Linked DNA regions of Mus musculus: all the other regions are linked to region 2. Evidence: chromatin contacts called from public Hi-C and HiChIP or PLAC-seq data. All regions are on one chromosome and are shown on one strand. Each heading gives the region's core, a stretch centred on a gene start, on an enhancer-like site or on the middle of the called end of the contact. The rest is flanking DNA. Distances are from core to core; before and after follow the strand shown. Region 1 has its middle 150 kb from the start of Gm40876. Region 2 overlaps Gmds (GDP-mannose 4, 6-dehydratase). Region 3 overlaps Gmds (GDP-mannose 4, 6-dehydratase).

Region 1 (4,654 bases), core at 994-3,493, 340 kb after region 2:
AACAAACCATCAGAGGTCTTTTGAAGCCAGGTTTTAGAGCTACCTACTGCCATGGGTCCATGCATATTCCCTCCTTGCCAGAACCCAGTCCTGTCCCTCTTTCTCGAACAGCTGCCTTGTCTACTCTCATCTGATTTCAGATCACCATTGTCCAGGCATGTGACATGTCAGAGCCTGCGTTCTGTTCCCAACACTCTCTGCCTTTCCCCTGATATCACTTGAAGTACTGGATGTCTGTGAGAAGGTGGAGAATGGAGTGAGAATGTTGCTCCCTAATAGGCTCAGGTGTCTGGATACTGGGTTGTGCTGGTGGTGCTATTTCAGTCCGTGTAGGCCTTGCTGAAGGGCCACCTTCGCTGGAGGTGGGCTTTGAGGTTTAAAAGCCTCTTGCTAGTCTCAGTTTGCTCTTTCCTGCTTGCAGCCCATGACACGAGCTCTCTCGGTTTGCTGTCCCAGCCACTGTGTCTGCTGTTTGTGTCCCAGCCGTCATGGACTCTAACTTTCTAGAACTGTAAGCCCAGGTGAAGCATTTGTAAGTTTCCTTGGTCATGGTGTTTTGCCACAGCGGAAAGAAACAAACAAACAAGCAAACAAACCTAATATGAGTTGTGGGAGCCATTGTTTCAGAATCTACCTCCTCTCCTTCCTCACTGATACAGTGATAGTTTCAACTTGTCCATATGGGTAAGCACCTGAAGTGTATGCGTATATGCAGGTATATGCAGTGTGTGTACATATGTGCATCTCTGCATGTGTATCCACTTCCTAACACACGGCTGTTATTCCGGTATGACAAAGTCACACTAACTGCATCACAAAATAACAACAACAACAACAACAACAACAATAATAATAATAATAATAATAATAATTAGGGCAGCAAACATGGTTGCCGATCAGGTAGCTGTCTGCTATGACGACACCTGAGGGACACAGTGTGGGCAAGAGAAAGTTCCTCACCAGCTCCACCATCTGTATAGATAAGCACTTTCTATAAGTCTGCTCTTCTCATGTGAGTTCATATCATCAGAGCTCTCAGGAGAAGGGAAACAATGCACCGGATGCTCTAACAGAGCACTGGGAAAGAATACTTGCTAAAACAAGAGCCAGGTGCCATAGAGAGCCAGAAAGTCCTTACTAAGCACCTACATCTTCTGTTTCCCAGAACACAGGGCCTCCTCTTGTATGCTCCTCAGGCTTACCACCCCTCTCCGTGGTCCTTTGGAGGTAGTGGCAACTGTGACAGCTCTCTTTCCGGGGCTGACTTAAACCCTGCAAGGGATTCAATATGAATCTGAGGCAGAAGCCTAGTTTAGTTCTGTTTCAATGTTGGTGAGACCTGACATTAGGCACAGTCCTCTGGAAGCCTTGTCTGCAGAGGGGACAATGCAGGCTTTCTCTTCTCATTCCAGGTGGTGCAACATCTGCACTTCTGGCACATCAGGGTAAGCAATGTGATGCACCGCCTTGATCTGAGGAAAGACAGAGAGAGCAAAGCCCCACTCCAGTCTGCGCTTCTCTCTCTTGGGAAGTAAATCTCAGGGGCTGGGCTAGCCAGGGTTTTCTGGCTGCAAGGGGTTGGCACCTATGCCCCTACCAGGTCTTCAGCCCAACACTCACTGGCCCTGAAGTCAGCAGGAACTGCACGGTTGCTTTTCATGTTGAGATCAAGGTCAGAGCTTGGGCAACGTGAGAAAAACAGTTGCAAGTACTCGGGGCATGTAATCTGTGCATGATTTATGCCTTGAGTACCCAAGTGCGTGGCTTATACTTCGAGTAGATAAAGAAGCCAAGCCCTCCACATTCCTTGGGGCTTACTAGACTTTGTTTTTACACAGTGGAGATGGTTGGTGACTTACAGGGCTGCTTAGGGCTCTCCTGAGTCACTAGTGTGACACACAGGAGGAAGAAAGATCTATTTTGGTGATGCCCATGTGCTTAGGTCCCCAAATAAACCCTGCTTCTGAGAAAACACCCTATATATTTCCCTCTTCCCTCTCCAAATATGATTTTGAGACAAACTTCTAGACATTATGATCCTTTGTTTATAAGACCCCATTTCAGTGATCAGCCCAAAGCTTGCATTTTCCAGGCTTCATGTTGAAATTCTCACCTCCCTTGTTTGAAAAAGCCGAGTCTTATTTTTTAGCTGCCCTGGTAATTCCAGGCAAGGTTTGTAAGTGGGCTGTCCCCTCCTTCAAGAATCTCTGAGCTCAAGACAGTGTGTGGGTGGCAGATGGATCAGCTGACAGGAAGTGTGCGTGTGAAGGCGGCCACCCAAGACTTTGGGTCACCGCGGACTCCTGACTGATGGAGCTCAGATCTCAGAGCTGGGAGGGCACCTGCTTGCTCTGCCAAACCAAACCGGCCCCTGCATGGGGCAGATGGCAAAGGAAGTGGGGCTTTGCACACAGGGGTTCCGTGTTTCACTTGAACAGTCTCAAATAACCAGTTTACAATGATGGGATGTTCTTAGGCACTGGGGGTAGTGGGAGGGCTGAGGTTCCGCTCCAGATCTACTGAACATTAATATGCATCGCGGCAGAGTTCTAGAAGCCAGCCAGCTGCATGTCTGGCCGGCCCTTGCTCTGGTGGTCCTCTGCCGACAGGACTATGAATTGCTATTTGTTATCTTTAGGCCTGAGAAGCCATCTGGTTTTGATTCAGGTGGCCTCAGGCTTGCCTCAGGGGTGAAAAGGGTGCACATTCAAATTGAATTTCTCACAATTTCCAAGTGAGAAGAATCCTACTCTTCCCACATGGTGGGCAGCCCCTGGCCTCTGCAGCCTGGCATAAATCAATTTCACCTGTGTGGCTGAACGTGCACATGTTAACCTAATGGAGCCAACTGTGCAATCAGATAGCTTCTGCACGTGTTCTGGTGTGATGAGAAGAGGTGACCTCCAGTTGACCTCGTCTACCCTGTCTCCTGGGGTGGGGGCTGTGGTTCTGGGCACAGGTAGATTGGGTAGGGGTCCTTGGACCCGGCTCAGATTTGGCAGTACTGGACATAGGACAAACTCTTATATCATAACTGAATATGTGAGGGAGAAGGGAGGCTTGCTTCAGTTTGGGTATCAAGCCTGATTGTGAACCATACAAACTGAGATGTCTCCTGACATCAAATGCTAAGTACTCACATGGTCTCATGTTTACTTTTGAGGTCAAAGCCTGAGCGAGCTCTCCCCATTGTGCTGAGCAGTGACTTGTGGAAGTTCAGTAGGGTGGGCTGGGCTGAAGAACCTGCATGTTAGTAGAGGATATTCTCTTACATGTGAAAAATAAATATTAAAAATGTATGTATAGATGATACGATACATGAGCAACCTAGGGACTGTCATTTATCCTCATAGTTAGTTTTCCTTTATCAAAGTCATGAGGTTAAATAAACAAACAGAAGCTGAATCTGGGGCTGGAGGTAAAATCCAGTGGTAGAAAACCTGCTTCTCCAAGTTAAACCCCTCAGCACTAAGAATGAAAAGAAAAAGAAAATATTTGGATCAAAAATAGGGATAAACAAACAACTGTTGGGCCAGATCTAGACTGCAGGCTGTTTTTATGTATAAAGTTTTATTGTAGCATGGCCACACCTCTTGTTTAAACACTATTTTCTCATTGGTTAGTAGTTATAATAGCCCTCTCTCTAGCTACCTAGTTATTTGTAGAAAAAGTTTCCCATCCATGTTCTGACATACTGTAATTCCATTTTCATCCAATTGAAGGGACTATTAGCCTTCTTTTGTAAATAGTAATCAGTGTAGCCTGGGCTAAAGATTGGTAATAGAACACCACACACCTAAGATATTGTCTATCCTGTTGGCCCTGCTTTTGATGCCCAAAGCACAGAAGATTAAAGTCACTAAAGATAATCAAAGTTCTGCAAAGGTAGCTAGTTCCACAGGCTGAGGATAGGGAGGCCCAGGGAGAGCTCTGGGTGAGGCTGCAGTTCGCTTGTGTGTCGCAGTCTCCCCAGGGATTGTTCTTCACCCCAAATGAAACTGAAGATGAGTTTCGTCTTCAGAAAAATATCAGTGATTCTGGAGCCGGCCACGCAGACATCTGGAAAGGGCTCACCACAGGCCAAGATGTGAAAAGCTTTAGTACCCAATATGCTGAGTTTTCGTTTGTTTGTTGGTTGGTTGGTTGGTTTGGTTTGGTTTGGTTGTTTTGCCAGCACCACCAGCAGCATCTTGGCAGGGAAGCGCTGTCTGCTAAAGGTTTCCAGTGTAAAAAAGGGTAGCTCCAGGAAATGCTACCTGGACAGGAAAGGCCAATCTTGTAATAGAAACAGGTTCCGAGTCAGAATGGATGCTTGCTTGGTTCTTCTGTGCCTTGGCCCACATTTCCCTTTAGAAGGCAGAGTACAGCTGGATTCCTGATTCTGGGCTCTTTCAGTGACAAACAGACCACACAAAACAAGGCTGGAGGTGCTGTGATCTAACAGTGCCACCCGTGGTCTGCTCCCCAGGGTACAATTTCAAGGAGTTGGTTAATGGCCTCGGTACAAAAGAGCCCCAGGGGTCCCCCAAGCTTGACCCCCAAACTTGAACTCTACCTGAACTGATTTTTTTTTTCATTTCTCTTCTTTTTTGAGGTTGGAAAACATTTAATCAACTCCCCTCCCAGGACATTTGATTTCTGTGCACTTTTGCAC
Region 2 (4,846 bases), core at 105-2,604:
AGGAGATATTGTTCATCTACTAGACAGCAAGGTCTAGAAAACACTCTTCAAAAACATGCAAATGTTTTCAGATTCCTTGACTTGATGAGTATGGCCATGGTGCTGTAATTTCTAGGGTAGAATAAAAACTACCAGATTCAGATGCATTCTATATGATCCTAGACATAAGCAAGCAGTCAGAAATCTATAGCTCATCTCAGTGACCAGTGGCAGCTATTCTGCTGACCTGTATATAAAAGATTATCTCACTTGTGGCTAATCCATCAGCATGCAGATGCTGCCTCCACCGTCCAGGAATGCCAGTACTAATCATGGCATGTGAGTAAACATTTTTGCTGCCAAAAGGAAAATCTACACAGAGAGAAAAGAGCTGCCAAAGAAATTAGGGCTTTGGTAATTATGAAACCACAAGGCACTAGGATTCTTACATCAGTCAGAGATGAATGAGAACACTTGCAAAAGTATTTCACCATTAGTCTGATTTGTGAAAGAAAGCCACAGGAAAAACAACAGGAATTTTTAAATTCCTTTATTACCCAATACAATTATATGTTTCAGCCTAAACTAATGCTGGCAGTGCTCCACGGGATTCTTTCATTCCTCAAGGGTAAAATGAGAAGCAGAACAAATATGGGCAGTCTATGTTAGCCTTTCCCTGTGTATCTTAGAGAGACATCTCTGTTTGGAAATGGGTATTAAAACCTGCCTGCTGATACAGTTTTGATTCACTATTGTCACAAAGATAGTGGCTGAAACAAAAACAAACCTCAGGTCCCCAAAACCACATCAATATCTCTCTCCTTATGAAAGCACCATTCTTTCATGTTCAACTCCCACAGTGCCCTTTTCATCACCTTCCTGCTTCCAACTTCTATTTTCCCTTCATATGTTAGCTATGTAACACACACACACACACACACACACACACACAGACACACACACACCAGTCACCAAAATTCCAACTCAGTTTACATCTAACTCCCCCGTCAGACAGGTAATGGTTCTTTAATTTAGAATAAGAAAACACTTTCTGGAAAATGGTAAAATTATAATGCAAAAGTAAAATATAAGTATGTCCTGTGATATTTAGTTTCACCTGAAAAATGAAAAAAAAGAAAAAGAAAAACGTCAACCAAAATTTCCCAATAACTCAAACAACTACCATCTAGACGTCAAAATAAAATGGTGTACCTCTCAATTATATGAATGTGACAATATCCAGAAAACCATAGTACAGGAACTTCCAAATCTCAGTAAGAGGCATGAATGCAAACTGTTTGCATAGCATAAACTGCTCAGGAAACTCGGGGACCATTTGATTACCACTAAGTTGTCATGGCTCCCCTCAGTGTTAGGGGAGAAGCTTGATAAATTCTGTGACTAATAGCTCTCACTCCTGCAACCTTCACACAGGCCTCCTTTGCTCAAGTCAACACACCCAGCCAGGCTACAGCTTTTTCTTTCTCGGCTGGCATAAATGAGGTGTCTAATTAACTCATTCCTGACAGGATCAGAGATGAGGACAATTAGAGCCTTTAGCTACTCTTCACAAACGTGCCTGCTTACACTGGGAATCATGAAACTTAGTCTTTTAAGAGGACAGAGATCACAGAAAGAAGAAAGGAAGGAAGAAGGAACAATTACGAGCTATAAGAGACAAAAGATTCAAATGAGGTCTGACACCTTCTCCTACCATATTCTTTTATACAATTTAATTCTACAAAAAAAAAATTTTTTTTAAATCACAGAGAAAAAGTACCAAAAATGTAATTCAGTTGCAGCTACTGGAATAATCATATGAAGAACTTAACATAGCACTGGCCAAACTCAGACTGCAAAATCAAAAAAAAAAAAAAATTACAAATAACTTCTCCAAATATACACTTCTGTTAATCATGTAATCTGAATTTTTAAAGAAGTCTTTCTTTGAAACATTTTAAATTAATATTTGTCAAAAGTATTATGCTAAATTCATTTTGAAGAATGACTGTCATTTAGTTCTACATATGTGTTAACCTCACTGATGAAACATGGCCACAAAGTGATGTGAAAAGCAGCACCAGCAAGACCTCCATATATGGCAGGAGGTGGATTCCCAAGGAAGCTTCAAAGTAGTTTGGGGGTTGGTTGGTTGATTGGTTGGTTGGTTTTGGATTTTTTTTTCCTCTTAGGATACCCTTGAGAATCTGGAAACACAACTTCAACTGTTGCTCTCCATCACACCCCTCAGACCAAGTTCTAGGATAGAAGGAGAACTCGTACTGGAGACACAAAACAAGATCTTTATCATTCCATAGAAAAACCAAACACTCCTGTCTTGGGCAGAGTTACCATTTCCTAAAGTGTCCCTGAAATAAAAATAAGAGCTAAAAGGTTGGCTTCAGAGGACTTCCTGACTATGACTCAGGCTGCTAAAAGTCAGAATAAAAGGAGAGAAAGCCAAAACCTCATCCAAGCAAGTCACTAACTACAGGAGTGGCTGTCAGTAAACTCAAAAACAAGATCTGCAACAGATAAATGACAATACAGCTAATTCACTCAAAAAAAAAAAATCTGGCTCTGTGCGTGTTTTATACCATGATATGTTCACCAAGAAAAATAATATTCTGCCAAGGAACATCTTAATAACACAGGAAATTGTCTATGCCTGATAAGGTCACTGTGTTCATAAACAAAATCTCTTGAGACTAAACTGGCTCCTGAGCAATGCAAGGATATACATTTAAGAAATATAAACAATTCAGTCAATTTTCTAAGGAACAGAAAGACTACCTGACCACGGTGTGACTACTCGAGGTCCAGGCCTGTGTATGCCCCCAACTGCATGTCTCTGGAATCCTAAATCAGCCACAGCATAGGAGGCCACTTTTGCATTAGTGGAAAGGTACTGACTTGGCAAGTTCATTGGTTTTTAAACTCTCCTCCCATGGCACTAGGGTGCCATAAATCAAGACTGTGGTTTTCTATAGCTAGAATCAAACAGTAGGTATCTGTCCTCAGTGTTTTTTCCCATCATTTTTTTTTTCTTATACATTTGGAACTTGAAACCACTAGTCTGGTTAGAAAAGCAGAAATTTATTACTAACATAAAAGAGCAGATTTGGGTTTTTATTTTTCCAGTTTCATGTGTTCAAAGTTGGAATTTCAAACTTCATACCTAAAATAGTCATAGTACTACTAAAATTATTGCTGGTTCAAGTAACAGAATCAAGCATACCAGGTTTTCATAACATTCCAACAAATAAAAAGTAAACATATCCTCTATACATCTCTCTTGTAGCTGACTACACAATCAGATTTGGACCCGCAAATATCAGAACTTCTAAGAGAAGGTGCTGGTTACAGGAAGTAACAGCTCAATCCACACTGCTCCCCTCCTGGCCTCCAGGAGCCACCGCTGCTCCCCTTGCTCTTCCCGTCCTGTATGCCACACCACTCCTTTCTAACACCTTATCTGCTCTATCACAACCTCAAAATGACTGCTCTTGATGATGAACAGCAGCCTCCTGTATCTCTAACTGTCTCAGTGATGCCAGCATTACTCTACAGATGTGAAAGAATCCAATGAAAAGTTTGAGCAACCTCTTCAGATGTCAAATTAAGAATGGTTACATCTATCTTAGAACCTAGTGTAAAATACCGGATGATGGTATAAGGGCCAGTGCCAATAATGGTCCTAATGGTGAACAAGTACCATAAAAATTACCTACAAGCTGAAATCATGTGGCTACTTCAAATTTTCATCAAGAGGCCTGCACCAAGCTGGTCAGCCTAGAGGGTACAGACCATGTTCCTCCTCTGAGCTTCCTGTAGCAACTCTACCACCTTGCTCCCACCACAAGTTGCATGTACTCTGACTGCTGTGACATCCAACCATACTAAGTTGTACAAACTGATCTTTTCACAAAGCCTTTACTACCTTGAGAATTATATTTTGCCTTTTTCTCCTTGTTTCTTCATCCACATTGTGGACAGCTGTCAAGTACTTTTTAAGTTGGCAAATGAATAACTGGAAGTCTAAGGAACTTTGTTTAGAATATAATGTCACATTAAGTTAAAAAATATATAGCTAAGGTAAATGTGAGCAATCTTGAAGCAAGTGACCGAATAAAGCTGGGGCTCTTTTTCAAGGCACACTTCATGTCCCCAAGAGTAAACGGTGATGTGCCTCAATCTTCCATCTTTTTCCCTCTACATTTCTCTTCTTCTTCTTCCTTTCTTAAAAGATGAGGTTTATGAGTAATAGTCATGTTTCACTTCTTTCTAATTACTCCTCTTTAGCTGTCTGAGTTTCTACAAACTGCACAAAGTAGATATGTAATATAAGTTATTCACCATAAAAAGTATCCATGACCAAACCTGCCTTTATTCCTGGCCCCTATACCTATATCATTCAAATCTAAGATCTACTGGGAAGTGAAACAAAGACCACTTAACTAACCAACAGAAAATGTGAGCCTCAGTTTGAAACAGAAAATTCTATATAATTTAAATATCAAACCTCAAATGGAATTACAAATAAGTATTAATTAACTAATACAGTGCCTTTATATGCTGATTTCACAGATGATATTCTAGAAAAAAAACCTATTAACTATGCTTTTACCATAGAAATCACAAAATTAAATTTCTACTATGCTTCTTCATTTCATTGGTGTTTAAATTGAAGAAATCCATTGCATTCTTCAAATACTAGCCAAAGTATATCAATTGCTTATTTTACAAGAAACTTTAAAAGTAAGATAAAGCAAAGAAAACACATGGTGGGACTCGTGTCTCTAGTTGCATATGTGGCAGAGGATGGCCTAGTCGGCCATCAATGGGAGAAGAGGCCCTTGGTCTTGCG
Region 3 (4,621 bases), core at 1,638-4,137, 450 kb before region 2:
GAGGAGCCCAGACTGCGATGGGAGAGCATGCATAGTGACAAGGTTGTGATTAGAAAGTTCTCCCATCAGAAACGCACACAGAACCCCTGCCCAGGATTTCTCCTGCTCCTCCCTAAGGAGCTCATCATGGCTTTGGGCTAGAAAGTCACAAAACATTGAGTTAAACGGCCTGTGCACACCTGAAAGTCTTTGGCATGGCTTTTCCTGGGTGTTGAATGAAGGACTTAGGTGGTCAGAGGAGAAGGAGGGCTTGTTCATTAGGGTCAAGGCCAAGGAGCATGTGATTAGCTATAAGATTTGAGAGTATGTGTGAAGGGACAATAGACTTTTGAGTGTTGTCTGTAGGAATGTGTGTGATAGCGTGTGTAAGAGGGCATGTTGGGGGAGTGAATTTGTATATGATGTGTGTTTGAGGTCATGGGTGATAGTGTATGCCCGAGTGACAGAGCATCTGTGTATGCCCCCAGCCCGCCCAGTCCTACAAGCCCCACCTCCCAGAGACCATCTGCTTTCAATTAGCAGCATCCCATTTGGGAACAGAAACAGCAGGCTCCTCTTGGGGTGGCTTCTGAGAACCGGGTGGGCCAGCCTGGCTACCTTAGTTCTGTTCCACGGGGGCCGAGGCTGCCCTGGCCAGTATGCTCTCACAGGATAGAAAGCACCAGAAAAGGCTGCCCCTGCGCCAGCCCTAGTCCTCCCCCAGATCATAAACCTGCCTGTGAAGACATTCAGAAACAGCTCACTCCCAGTTCTTGCATGTGCAAAGATTGGAATGCCACTCGCTTAAGTTTTATTTTATTTTGCTTGGAAGGGGCGTGAAGGGGAGAAGAGTCCTGACCTAATTTGTTCTAGGCCAAAACACTATTTCATGCAAGACTGTATACCTGCAGGCAGATCCTTGCTTGCTCCAGGGAGGGGTTCTGTCCACTTATGTATCACCTGTAGCTACACAGTCCACAGCTCAGGAACACGGGTCCATATAATTCTAGCACATAAACGAGAAACTCAGTGGCACTGGAGCCTCCGTTCTAAGTCTCTTTCTCATAACTTCTAACTAGTATTGATGAGTCTGAAGGATCAGCATGATGTCTGGTGTACATTAGGATGTAAGCAGACTGAACTGACGAGTCAAAATTCAGTTTAAAAAGCGACCTAGTACTGAAGGTTAGATGTTGGAAGTAAATATTGTGTGAAAGACTCTAGCACATAGAAGAGGCATTGGGGGCTTTTGGGCTTTCACATACAATGTTCCAGCAATATTTACTTACCATCAAAGTTTCTTTTAGCCCATGTTTCATGAGCCTTTTCTGAGAGGGTGAAAGCTAGGTGGTTCTAATTAAACTCAGCAGAGACAAGACCGGATAGGAATGTTTCAGTTCAGCAGGGGATAGGTGTGTCCTAAGGCAGAGACTTAGCTGGGTGCTCTGCCAGCTTAGGTTAGGGTCTTTTCAACAGGGGCTCTCCCAAAGGAACTAAGGACTGTTCCATCCCCAGCTGTGGGTGTGGGTGTGGTCTGGGGCCATAAACTGCCTACATTATAACCTGGAGAAAACATACACAGCAAACTCTGTTAGTGCTGGTTTATAGAAAGATTATTTAATAAGAAAAGAGAAAAACAATCTCAAGACTCCAAAATATAAGTTGTCTAGTGACATAATTTCAAGTAAAATGAGTATGTGATTCAAACTTCTTGATTTCCTGAAACCAGTCAGAGGAGGAGACTTTGACAAAAGCAATGCGGCCTTAGCTCTGGTGTGTCCTGTCCCAGGCTCTACAAACCTCTGTGGCCCAGCTCTGGATACAGGGACAGCACAGGAGGTCGAGGGTCCATGGTTGGCAGGAGTTACTGGACTCTGGTTCCCTGGCTCTGCACTGTCACCATGCCCCTCGAGTCTCTGCAGAGGGGCTCAAGCGTTGGGGTTGGTCCTCATGAGCTCCACGTCGGCCTGCACCATCTCCCTCACCAGCTCCTGCAACCCAAGATTCAGGGTGGACCGTAAGGGCGGAGTTTCTGCCACCCTCTCCTATAACACCTCCTCACAGGGCCCTGAAAGGTCTCCTGTTTGACAACAGCCCGCCAGCAAGAGCTCACAGCTAGCAGCTCTGAGAATATGCACTGGAGACAAAACTTACGTCAAAGGCAACGCGGGGCTTCCAGTTTAGCTTCTGCTGAGCCTTGGAGCAGTCTCCCTGCAGAAAGTCCTGTGGAGAGATGGCAGATGAGCTGTGCATGCATGGGCTTGTCATACCCCTTGCCCAATCTGTCTCATCAGGTACTTACCATCGGGTCAGCTAGGACCTTGCAAGTAAGCATCTCCAACTGCCCACATTCCCTGCCCCACCTTGTCCTAGTGACTCCGATGGCTCTTTCTCTTTCTTTCTTTCTTTCTTTCTTTCTTTCTTTCTTTCTTTCTTTCTTTCTTTCTTTCTTTCTCTTTCTTTCCTTCCTTCCTTCCTTCCTTCCTTCCTTCCTTCCTTCCTTCCTTCCTTCCTTCCTTCCTTCTTTCTTTCTTTCTTTCTTTCTTTCTTTCTTTCTTTCTTTCTTTCTTTCTTTCTTTCTTAGATATTAAGTTGTCAGGAGAACTGCTGTAAGAACTGTTAAGTTACTGCACTTCTCGGCAAGGCCACGGGTAAATCATGCCGGCAGGGGAGTTCCACTGCAGAACAGTAATTCCAGATCCTCGACCGGCAGAACCCTGACTCATCTGCTAGGTCCCTAGAAACTACACTTCCTCAGGCCCCACTACCTACCATCAGTTCTATAGCCTTTGCCCTGTCCCTGGCGCCTGGCCGCCTGGATTCGTAGTAGCGGATCGGATCCCTACCTCCAGTCTCCAGCTTTTGGGACAGCCCAGGCGGGCAGGCAGTTGCAGGCGATCGATCGGCACCACCACAGCGTGGTCAGCCTAGAGAGCAGAGCTTACAGTAGCAGGGGCTGAGCCCTGGCTCTGCTAGGGTAGAGACAGCTCTCTCTGCCAGTCAGCAGGGAACCCACAAGCTCCTAAACCGAAACCTCCTTTTCGCAGCCACACTAAAGGGTCTGTTCTACTCTTATCTTTCTTCCTTAGAATATGGGGATTTTTTTTCTCGACTCATGGGACAAACTTGCAAATCTCAGTTTGAAACTCTGCATTAGAGGCCATGTACCCCTGTCGGTCTAGACCCTTTCTCTAGCTTTTCACCTCTCTCTGCCTGCTATTTACAGGTCCACTTTCAGAGAAGAGTGCTGACAACCACTGACACGGCCCAGGAGTGGGCCTTAACATACAGCACAGAGCCAAGCCTAATCGGCTTGCTCGGCTCTGACTTTACCGGGGGAAACACATGTGGATTCAGGCTTCCTGGAGAATTCTAGCAAGAGAAGTTCACAATTATTCATTTAAGAGGTTTCCTTGGAAAGAAGACTGGCAACAAACAAGAAACAGAAGAGAAGAAAATCCTCTATCTTGGCCCTCACTCACAGTTCTTTATTGCAGGTCTCAAGACTAGTGGGAATTTCAAGATAAGATGAAAGGGAAGAGAGGAAAGGAAGAAAAAAGCAGGGAACTCCAGTTAGGTCTATTCGTATGAGGATACCATATGAATATGCCAAGACTCAAAATAACCAGGGACTGGGCAGGAAGGGAGGGGGGAGGTGATCTTTATAGTGATAAGTATTACATTAAGGCACTTTATTTTAGCAGTACACTATTGGACAAGTGAACCATCCCTCTGAGTGACAGCCACCGATAATCGTAACCATGCTGCAGTAAAAGGCTTCTCCTGCTCTCAGTCTCCTGAACTCGGCAGGCAAAGGCATTTTATTCTGGATTTCAGATGGGTAGGCTGGGGTTAGGTATAAGCTATCTGTGTGTGCACACAATGTGCTCACCTGGGCCTTCCAAGCAGAGGCGGTCTGGATTCCCTTTCCCAGCCTGACTCTTACTCAAGCAGAGGACATTCAGGGACTCTCCTTCTCAATCATCCAGCATTGCTTTTTAGGCTTGAATAAATCAAATTCCCAAAGGCTTTGCATTTCACAATATGCTGAAGTACCCACTTCCTCCCCAGAGTGTTCACCAGAGTGAAGCAAGTTATTTCTGCAGGCCTAAAAGCCCATTTCCAGACTCCCCAGGAAAGGTAGGATACCAGAATTAGTAATTTGCGTTTATAGCACAGTGCTACCTGGAGCTGCCAGTGTAGGTGAAAAAAACAAACCAAGTAATTTATTTCTCTTTTCTCTCCCTAAATAAACTTGAATATCCTTTTACAATGCTGCTTTTTTAGTGTAAAAGTCACACAAAGATATTCCTTCTTTTTCCCCAGAGGAAGGAAGCTGTGTAGCTTGGAGTCCTGGAGCAATGTCCTCCAGCCCCTCCCTGGCTCCCTCCTACAGCAGCTTCAGGAGAACACGGTTATGTAGAATCACATAGCAGGGCTGTAAATTAACCAACTCAGCATGGATGCAATTCATGGCTGTGAACATACAGCTAAAAGAGCCTTAAAACCCTGTCTGGTTTCAAATGATCTCAGTAGGCTTGGGAAAGGGAAGGTTGTATTGTAATTATGTTTCCTGTATTTTTCTACAAGTAGCTCATAATATAAAAACAACCAGGCAACTACAATTAAGGAAAAAGAAAAA

What was found. A called contact is a pair of places that touch in the nucleus more often than the background predicts. HiChIP or PLAC-seq counts read pairs in DNA pulled down with a chosen protein or histone mark.
Region 1: a Hi-C map of the C2C12 cell line shows a contact between it and region 2, with 6 times the contacts expected there. The contact joins two enhancer-like sites. A contact is called at or near these places in 2 of 484 Hi-C or Micro-C datasets (3T3-L1-derived adipocytes and the C2C12 cell line) and 3 of 115 datasets of contacts at active chromatin or transcription factors (large pre-B cells, pancreatic cancer cells and vascular smooth muscle cells).
Region 3: a contact with region 2 is called in a FOXA1 HiChIP or PLAC-seq map of pancreatic cancer cells. The contact joins two enhancer-like sites. A contact is called at or near these places in 1 of 484 Hi-C or Micro-C datasets (embryonic fibroblasts) and 8 of 115 datasets of contacts at active chromatin or transcription factors (bone marrow-derived macrophages, craniofacial prominence, embryonic basal ganglia and 5 more).

Annotation. Positions count from the first base shown.
Region 1 is chr13:32,609,383-32,614,036 of GRCm38.p6, forward strand. No RefSeq gene overlaps it. Among named protein-coding and RNA genes, the nearest start is that of Gm40876, 150 kb to the left of the region's middle. Within about 2 kb of position 2,244, at least 104 of the 459 cell types and tissues checked have an H3K27ac peak or open chromatin away from gene starts, as enhancers often do. A contact at or near this core is called in the C2C12 cell line and pancreatic cancer cells, where this site is marked.
Region 2 is chr13:32,267,042-32,271,887 of GRCm38.p6, forward strand. All of the region lies in intron 1 of Gmds (GDP-mannose 4, 6-dehydratase), which reads right to left. Among named protein-coding and RNA genes, the nearest start is that of Gm52055, 35 kb to the left of the region's middle. Within about 2 kb of position 1,355, at least 41 of the 459 cell types and tissues checked have an H3K27ac peak or open chromatin away from gene starts, as enhancers often do. A contact at or near this core is called in the C2C12 cell line, embryonic fibroblasts and pancreatic cancer cells, where this site is marked.
Region 3 is chr13:31,818,009-31,822,629 of GRCm38.p6, forward strand. It overlaps Gmds (GDP-mannose 4, 6-dehydratase), which reads right to left. Exons shown (of 11, transcript NM_146041.2): 10 at 2,134-2,202; 11 at 1,578-1,970. The coding sequence ends at 1,908. Among named protein-coding and RNA genes, the nearest start is that of Foxc1, 14 kb to the left of the region's middle. Within about 2 kb of position 2,888, at least 118 of the 459 cell types and tissues checked have an H3K27ac peak or open chromatin away from gene starts, as enhancers often do. A contact at or near this core is called in embryonic fibroblasts and pancreatic cancer cells, where this site is marked.